Linked DNA regions of Mus musculus: region 2 is linked to region 1. A link is a contact called in public promoter capture Hi-C data. All regions are on one chromosome and are shown on one strand. The core of a region is the stretch at or near the end of the contact, and the rest is flanking DNA. Distances in the headings are between cores, read along the strand shown. Region 1 holds the start of Fam241a (family with sequence similarity 241, member A). Region 2 holds the start of Ostc (oligosaccharyltransferase complex subunit (non-catalytic)).

What was found. Promoter capture Hi-C pulls out the DNA fragments that hold promoters and counts their contacts.
Region 2: a promoter capture Hi-C map of pre-B cells shows a contact between it and region 1, with 5 times the contacts expected there. The contact joins the promoter of Ostc here to the promoter of Fam241a in region 1. A contact is called at or near these places in 4 of 39 promoter capture datasets (the 3T3-L1 cell line, hippocampal neurons, liver and 1 more), 1 of 115 datasets of contacts at active chromatin or transcription factors (astrocytes) and 1 of 9 other capture datasets (liver).

What each region holds. Positions count from the first base shown.
Region 1 is chr3:127,894,357-127,898,784 of GRCm38.p6, forward strand. It overlaps Fam241a (family with sequence similarity 241, member A), which reads right to left and starts at 1,967. Exons shown (of 2, transcript NM_027482.3): 1 at 1,678-1,967. The coding sequence starts at 1,827.
Region 2 is chr3:130,706,959-130,711,316 of GRCm38.p6, forward strand. Ostc (oligosaccharyltransferase complex subunit (non-catalytic)) reads right to left here and starts at 2,486. Exons shown (of 4, transcript NM_025509.3): 1 at 2,279-2,486. The coding sequence starts at 2,417.

The DNA of each region.
Region 1 (4,428 bases), core at 717-3,216:
ATTCTGTGTAAATTTTAAATAGTTTAGAAAGGAATTTTCCAGAATTATTCAATTTATAATTTGGAGTTCTGGTATCCTTAAAACCAATCCAAAAAGAAGAACAGGAGAATATCTCCATGATGAAAAATTAAAATGACTTTTTGGAATGTTTTATGTTGTTAACTCTAATTCTCCTTCAGATAGTATGTGTACAAAAACAGCTCTATCTATGTGACATTGCATGGATTTTTAAATTTCATTTGCAGGTTGTAAAAAAAAAAAAAAAAAAAAAAACCAAAACAAAACCCTAGATGATAGGCTTTGTGATACTGTTGCCAAACGATTGATCACAAAAGTTTGCTTTCTGCATTATCGAGTTGGGCTGTACCAGTTCTGAGCTCCTGATAAGAAGTTCCCAGGTGCTGATATAGTAGGATCTCAGGTGTGTTTTTTTCCATGAGTGTGAGGACTTAAGAGTATACAGGTAAAGTATGTAGCAAAATTACAACGACACAAGCAACATGCAGAAGCAGGCAGGAAAATGAAATTTCATAGTACAATAGAGGAAGCAGGCATGTGATAGGGTATCTATTCTCTAGAATGTATATTTAATTTTTTGTTTCATCCCCTTTCCTTGTTCTAGTAACAATATCAGTAAGACTAGAGTTCCTGGCGCTGTCCATGTCATTGTATTGCTAAGGTCCAGAGATGGTTAAGGGAAGGATTTCACATATGCCATTACAACCATTTGCACATTTACTTTTGGAAAGGGAGTTTTAGTTGCTGGCTGTGTTTTCCAGTTGAGCAAGAGTAAGAGGAAATCAAGACCTTCTCTATTGAGACATGCATGGTACAGTTTGGTAAGAACACCGCCCGCAAGGGCACCAGCAAGATCTCCTAGCTACCAATTTATTTGCTTCAGTCACTGGCTCCTATATTGTCACATAGATGAATAATTACTGTCTACACGGTGATCAAGCCCACATTAGCATTATTTTTGTTTCTTAAGTAATGGGTTTTATTAATGTATTTAGTTATTAATGTACTTAGTGATATTAGAGGACAAGTTACAGGTATTATTAACTGATGATTCCAGAAGTCTAGGCTTACTTATGTGATTTCTAAAGGTCTTTGTATCTGGGGGATTTTTGAGTAGCTAATTACTGTACTGCCTGTAAAAAAAAAAAAAAAAAAATCGTCCCACGTAGAACTCCATCTTTACATTCAACTGCTAGTCTAGTCTTACAGATATCTGATGTTATAATTTCCCTTAGTCTTCTCAATGATATCCAATTCTGAGAACTTTAAAAGTACCCAGTTTCCTTATTATGTCTGTTACTAAAGCTTCCTTCCCTTTGGTGCTCACAGCAGGCAATTTTCTTTTTTTTTTTTTCCTTTCCACTTCTAAAATGAAGTTCAGCTCTGCTCGGTGGTGCTGTGAAACTTGCTCTGGGAGAGTCCCGGTGTCACCTAGGCACCGACCCGTGCTTCCCGATCCTCTGTGCGGGCCGTCCGCCCACCCCGTCCAGGGCGCGTGCAGTGCTCGGAATTCGAGCGCACGGCGCGCCCACGTAGCGCAAGTTGCCGGGTGGTTTTGAGGTGAGGCTCCGGAGGGCATTTCCACCGAGCCCGGCCCCGCCCGTCAACCGCTCGCCGCGTGCCCAGCCGCCACCCCGCGGCCCGCGCGCCCGCGCTCACCTGCTCGCCCTCGTCCTGCGGCCGCCGGCGCCGCGGGCTCGCCCCGTGCTCCGGCTCCTCAACCCGCCCGGCCGGCGCCGCCCCGTCCTCGTCGCACTCCCCGCCGGCGCTGCCGGCGCCGCCCCGCAGCAGCTTCCTGGCCGAGCACATCCCACCGCCGACTCCGGCCGCCCGCACGGCTGCCGCTGGCCACACCGGGACTCCCGACGCACACGGGAATCCTTAGAAGCGCGCCCGCCGGCCTGGGGGCCAGAAGTGCAGGAGCCGCCCGCCCCTCCTGTCAGCCGCTCGCCCCACCCCCAGCTCGGGGGCGGAACCCCGGGGGCGGGGGCGGGAGGAGGGGCGGGGCCATAGCGGACCGCGGCCCAATGAAGGCGGGACCTGGTGGGTTGGGCAGGGTACTGGGAGGGGCGGGGCCAGGGAGGGGCGGAACCAAGGGAGGTGTAGCATTATTCCAGTTAGTGCATGAAACTATGAATGAGGCCATAGGCTCCTGAGGGAGGTTGTATGTGTCTGACACCTATTAAAGTATATGACATCTGTGAAATTGTGTATCTGTAACTATCTGTACACAACAGACAGATATCCTGTGGTGTGTGTGTGTGTGTGTGTGTGTGTGTGTGTGTATGTGTAAAAGACAGAGAGAGAGGAAGAGAGAGAGTGTCAGAGGTGAGGAACACTGTAACAGACTACATGAGGGAGATTATGTATGAAATCGGCCATAGGTGCATGAGGGAGATTGTATCTGACAGGTTTTTAATGCATGTGAGAGCCCATGTGTGATTGTGTGTGAGTAACTATACACACACACACATACACACACTTAGATGTTGTGTTTAGTGTGTGTGTGTGTGTGTGTGTGTGAGAGAGAGAGAGAGAGAGAGAGAGAAGGAGGAGGAGGAGGAGGAAGTTATGTGTTGTGAGAAAGTGTGTGTAAGAAACATTGTAACAGACTGTAACCAAGTGCTTACAGGAGATTATATGAAAAAGACCATTAGATGCATGAGACCCTGTCTGATAGAGTATTATAAAAGCCTGTGTCTAATTGTGTGCCTGTACACAACAGATTGTGGAAGACTGTATACCAGAGTCTTTTGTGACAGGACAGTGTGGGAGATCATAGGTGTTGAAAGTTTGTGTGAGGATGTAGGTATACAGAAGAGGGCAACTGAGAATAAGAAGCTCATATGAGAGGGAGCTGTGTGCATGAAGGTGTGGGCACATGTAAGAGGTTCTGGGAGTGTGAAAGACCACCCAAACACACAGTATCCCTCCATACCAGCTGCAGCGGGCGCTCAGCTGTGCCTGGGTGTGCTGTTGGCTGCTTGTGCCTAGGAAGGAATGCAGGCTCTCTGTCGCTTGTTCCTCCCCTTTTGCCTCCTCTCCCTAAGCATCTCTGAGTGACCATGCCTATTTCTCTCTGCTTCCTAGTGTGTGTGGCTTGTGGGAGCCCTGGGCTCATTTCCTGGTCTCTCTGCCGTAGTGTGCATTTCTAGAAATGGTTTAAAAATTCTCAGCGACTGGTAAGAGAGAGAAATCGAGTTTCTTTTTCTTTTTTCTTGCTAGCCCATCATATAAGGGTAAACTGGGGGGCATGAAAGTAAAACAACGAATGGTTTTGCTTTCCTTTAATCCGTGCATTGAGGAAAAGGTTATGGTGTAGCTGGTATATCAGACTGTCGATGGAAATTATTTCCTATTTAACAAATAGGCCCAGAGACGAGTAACTCGTTTGGGAAAGCCTCTTTTAAAATGCCTTCAGGGGCTGGAGAGATGGCTCAGCGGTTAACAGTACTGACTGTTCTTTCAGAGATCCTGAGTCCTATCCCCAGCAATCAGATGGTGGCTCACCACCATGTGCAATGGAATCCAATGCCCTGTCCTGGTATGCAGGTATACATGCAATAGAGCACTCAGATACATAAAATAAATAAACCTTAAAAAAAGAAAAGACTAGTACCCAAAATGTCTTTAGGCCCAGCCAAGGAATTAAATAGGCAGGGACTTACAGGCTTATTTTAAAAAGTGGTTTTGTTTTGTTTGGGCTAGGCAGAAGCTTGTCCCTTTTGCTCACACCTAACACACACACTCTCTCTCTCTCTGTGTACTCAGTGTCTCACAAAAACACCCTTTCTTATACCCAGTCTGTTACACTTTGTAATGTAACCTAGTTTCTTTCTTACAACAGCATCTCACAAATCCTTCTTAATGGTTTCTGCCAAACATACACCGTCCCTAGAGACAAGAAAAATATGCTTTTGGACATCACAAATTAGAAAAAAAAAAGAATCTGGCTTAATGTCTGTCTTAAAGGTCTTTAAAATCTTCGATGACAGCAATAAATATTGTATGTACATAATCAGAAAGAGGAAAGCATTTAGTGGGAAAGGCTGGGAGGACAAGAAAGAGAGTGTAATGGTGTGTGTGTGTAAATATGACCAAATACTCTCTCTTCTCCTCCCAGCTTTTCTCACTAGACACTTCCCTCTTTCCAAACAGGGTGGCACTGGCTCCTGGTTATATACATTATCATTCTTTTTGTCTAATGGCAACATTTCATTTGAATTTTGGAATTTTTCTCTTGACTATTGTTCCCTATAAATGATCTTTAAGAAAAACCAACTCGCCGGGCGTGGTGGCGCACGCCTTTAATCCCAGCACTCGGGAGGCAGAGGCAGGCGGATTTCTGAGTTCGAGGCCAGCCTGGTCTACAAAGTGAGCTCCAGGACAGCCAGGGCTATACAGAGAAAC
Region 2 (4,358 bases), core at 1,236-3,735, 2.8 Mb after region 1:
TGTTTCCTGCCATGATGCTAATGGATTGAACCTTTGAAACTATAAGCCAGCCCCAGTTAAATGTTTTCTTTTATAAGAGTTGCCTTGGTCATGGTGTCTCTTTACAGCAATGTTTAGAATGACATCTAGACAACATTATCTCTCAAAGAGGTGCCAAGTTTACCAAAGAAACAGAGTAACAAGGCTCTGATGAACACTGAGGCTGCTCTACATCCTGCAGTATCAAATATGCAGCTAAGATTCCATTCTCTATGGAAAATACAGAGGCACATTGTCTCATTAGTATGTGAATTTGCTTTCAGCTTTAAAAAATACCACAACAGGGGCTGGAGAGAAGGTTCAGAGGTTAAGAGTATTAACTGCTCTTTCAGAGGTCCTAAGTTCAACTCCCAGAAACCACATGGTAGCTCTGAACCATCTATGATGAAATCTAGTGTCCCCTTCTGAGTGGCAGGCATGCATGCATATGTACATGTATACATGATAAGAAAAAACTAGCATAAATTGTGTATCTAGCAAATTGTTGTTGTAAAGTAAGCTTACTAGTTACTTTTACTAGTAAAAGTTTGACCTTATACCTATTACATATGCCTATTTACCCAAGGTTGTGCAAAAATCTGTCAGGAAAAATGGGGACACATAGGAGGAAAAATGCCAGAAGTGCTGGTCTAAGTGAACAAAACACCTCACTAGTCTCCTGGTCCACGTTGGTCCACACTTTTTTTTTTTTTCTTTTCTAGTATGACCCTTCTAACCATTCAAACTCAGACTAACAGATCATTTCTCCAGGAAACATACTGGAATTAAATCAATGCTTCTAAACTCTACTGTGTAGCAGAAAGCAATTGTGCGGTAGTTAGCATGTCTCCACTACCTTCTATGGAGGGCAGAGTCATTATATTTTCTTTGCTGTTATCCCAGCACTGAGTTAACAGAAAGTCAGTGTCGCCTGTCCTTCCCAGCAACATTGCTTAGGTACAGGTACACTCAGTTTTTAGAAAGCTGTCCATTAGAATTTTCAGCTCTCCCAGCACCACGTCTGCCTGCACACGACTGCCATGCTTCTCGCCATGCTGAGAAGAAGCCATTCCAGAAGCCAAACGGTAAATGTACAAAATGCGCCCTTCCATTTTGACCCAGTGGTTGGGGCAGCGAAATTCCCCCCAAACCCCATTCTAAAACCACCAAAACTGTGGCCCAATAGAAAGCTGAGGCTTCTCACAAAAACTGTCTCCAAAGGAAGCAAAAGTCAAGAAACAAGCTGGCAAGAATGAACACTAAGTTCTTAAAGCCCAAGGCATTAGGTGTCATATTCACGATTCACTGTGCTGAGCAAAAGTGAATGTTAACGCCACACACACCAGGTAATGTCTTTTTTTTTTTTTTTCTTAAACAACAACAACAATGTTTAAAGTGGCCTTTAGCATTTCCGTTAATGTGCACTCCGTAGAATGCCAACTCTACAGTTAAATACTGTCTTCTACCTCTTCAAATATGCCAAGTAGCCTCAGAAAGCAGTTAAGCAATAGCAATATGTCTACACACACCCTAAAAAAAGTTGAACCACTTTTGCTAACCAAAAATCTTTTTAATTTTCTGAATTAAGTAGTACACTACTTCCTAAATTCCTGAAGCCCAGTCCTGGATACATCCTGGAACTGTCGCTCCAAAGGGTGCTCTAGAGCCTGCAGACGGACTGCCAACTCACCAATAGGCAAAGCCACACCCCTCTGCATTTTCCACTTAAGGGATTTGGTGACAGATATCTAAAAAGCACTGCTTCCCTTCTATTTTCTGAGTCCCATTTTCTGCCCTCTGAGATACACCATCTTTTTGCAAGCCTCAATTCCAATCTCACGTATTTCTCAAAAAAACCGTGGCTTCGGTAAGTTCCCTTCTCATTCCTGTGATTTGACATAAAGCAATCCAAGCCCCTGGGGTCTGAACTAACAAACTCAAAGGTTATCAGATCTCTTCCACGATTTCAGGGTCCTCACGATTAGTTTAATAAAAGTCCCACACTCTCTCGACCAACCAAGGAAACACAGTGATTCAAAAATGATGTTCCCAAGACCCTGGTCAAACAATGCACAGCAAGAAATAACAACTAGCTGGACTTGACAATTATATCCAACTCAGCGCTCGAAGGAAAAAGCGGGCAGAGAGGAGACCATCTCTTTCCAGTGAAAGGCGTGAGCCTACGGGGCCCGGCTCGGGGGCCACGCGCCTCCGGAGCGAGCAGCCTGCGCGCCCACCCGACCCATCACGGCCGAGTTACCTCCGGTAATGAGGAAGTAAGATACCACTACCAGGGCGTACACCGTCATAGCCGACGGCATGTGCACCCAGGGCGGTTTCTTCAGCTTCAGGTTGGGGCATTCGAGCACTAAGAATGGGACTCGGTACAGAGTCTCCATGTCCCCGGCGGTAGGGCCAGCCCTCTGGCCTCCAGCCTCCCGCACCGCCCGGAAACACGCCCGCCTACTGCGCATGCGTAAGCCGAGGACCACAGGTCTGTAGAAGTCAGAAGGAGACAAGATATTCACTGTAGAAAGAAAGAAATTGCACTAACCTGATAAATAATATACATATTTAAAAATAAATAATAATGGTCGTTTTTAGGCTTGAGTGTGGGTTAGAAGCTTTTTTCTTACTGAGAGATCATTGTTTATTATATACCTTCCAGGACCTGCAAGGCGTCCTACGTGGCCAAGCCACAGAAGCGGAGAGATTAGCATCCCCACTGCCCCGCCCACTTGCTGACGCCACCTACTTGAGAGCTGATTGGCTGCTGGAAACTCTTAAGTTCATAGAGCTGGAGGATGAATGAAAGTTTAGATGTGTGCTCCCTTTTAGTATTGGAGGTCTCCCCTCGGGGCTTTAAAAAGCTCTAATTCGCTGAGCTTTTTCTTCATGCTGTATAGCGACGCTAATTGGCAGTAATTGCCAAAGTAGTATGGGCTTTATAAAAAATAATAATAATAAATGAATAAAACCCACACAGTCCATGTCAACCACAAACTGTGACAGAACAAATATTACTTTAAACCATTTTCAGTCACGCCTGAGTTAGTAAAAATCACCCAGGCCAAAAATCTTGAAGTCATTCTGGTTTCTCACCTTAATTACCTGCTTAGTAGGGCGCCGGCTTCAGCACCATAAATACTAAAATTGGAACGGAAAATCCTGCCACCTGGCTACTTCAGGTGTCTTCCTGCCAAGGTATCAAATGTAAATAAGAAAGGACTTTACTAGCTAGAGACAGTAATCCTGATCAATCAAGGAAATAACGGGCTATTATAAAACAGCAAGGAGGGGGGAAATGTTTTTGGAATACAGAAGCTCCGCTGCAGTGCCTCTTATCGTTCCCGTATCCTATGATAAAAAGCTTAAGCAACATAACAAGCCAATGGGGGTAGAAATGTTAGTGGCTTGGACCATTCAGATTTTAAAATTTGAGCCACAGCAGGAGTTAAGGAACTAAAATCATCTACTGTTAGTTTTACTATAAGCAACAGAAATATGAAGTGTGAACTGGCGATGAATATATTTTTTTTCAAAAACATACAATATGGATATCATGTCAAGCTGTGTCATACCATGCTTGTATTTCATTAACTCACAAAGCTGGAGTACCGCCGGGCAGTGGTGGCACACACCTTTAATCCCAGCACTTGGGAGGCAGAGGCAGACAGATTTCTGAGTTTGAGGACAGCCTGGTCTACAGAGTGAGTTCCAGGACAGCTGAGGCTATACAGAGAAACCCTGTCTCAAAAAACCATTAAAAAAATAAATAAATAAAAAGCTGGAGTAACATTGCCCAGATCCTTCTCACTGCATAATTATTTTGGTTTTCTTTTTTTTCTCTCTCTCTCTTTTTTAAAAAGGTGCCAGGATCAAAATTAGTGCTACAAATATGCTAGGCTGAGTTAAAACTCTGAAACGTTTTTAATTAGAAGAAACATCATTAGTTTTAAGAGACAGTATTTTTTTTAAACTACGGTCATTATTTCTAAAACTTTAAAATACTAAATTGAAAATGGGTAGATTAAATAAATATCTGGTGAAGCATCAATATAGTGAGATACTGGGGAACCAGCACATGTGATGCCAAAGAAGTTCATTTTTCCTGAAATGGAGAGATGCTCAGGGCAGGTCTGAAATGAAGAATAGCGGGAGTGAAAAAGAGGCCCGTGGAGAACTGACTCATTCATGTGTGCATTTTTCAGGCATCGTGCACTGACGAAAGTCTAAAGGAACATAAAAACAAACGTGTGTGTGATAAAACTGTAGACTATGCCTTTTCCAAAATACTACCAATTACATACGAACAACGTTTGTATGTAATATGCATGTTC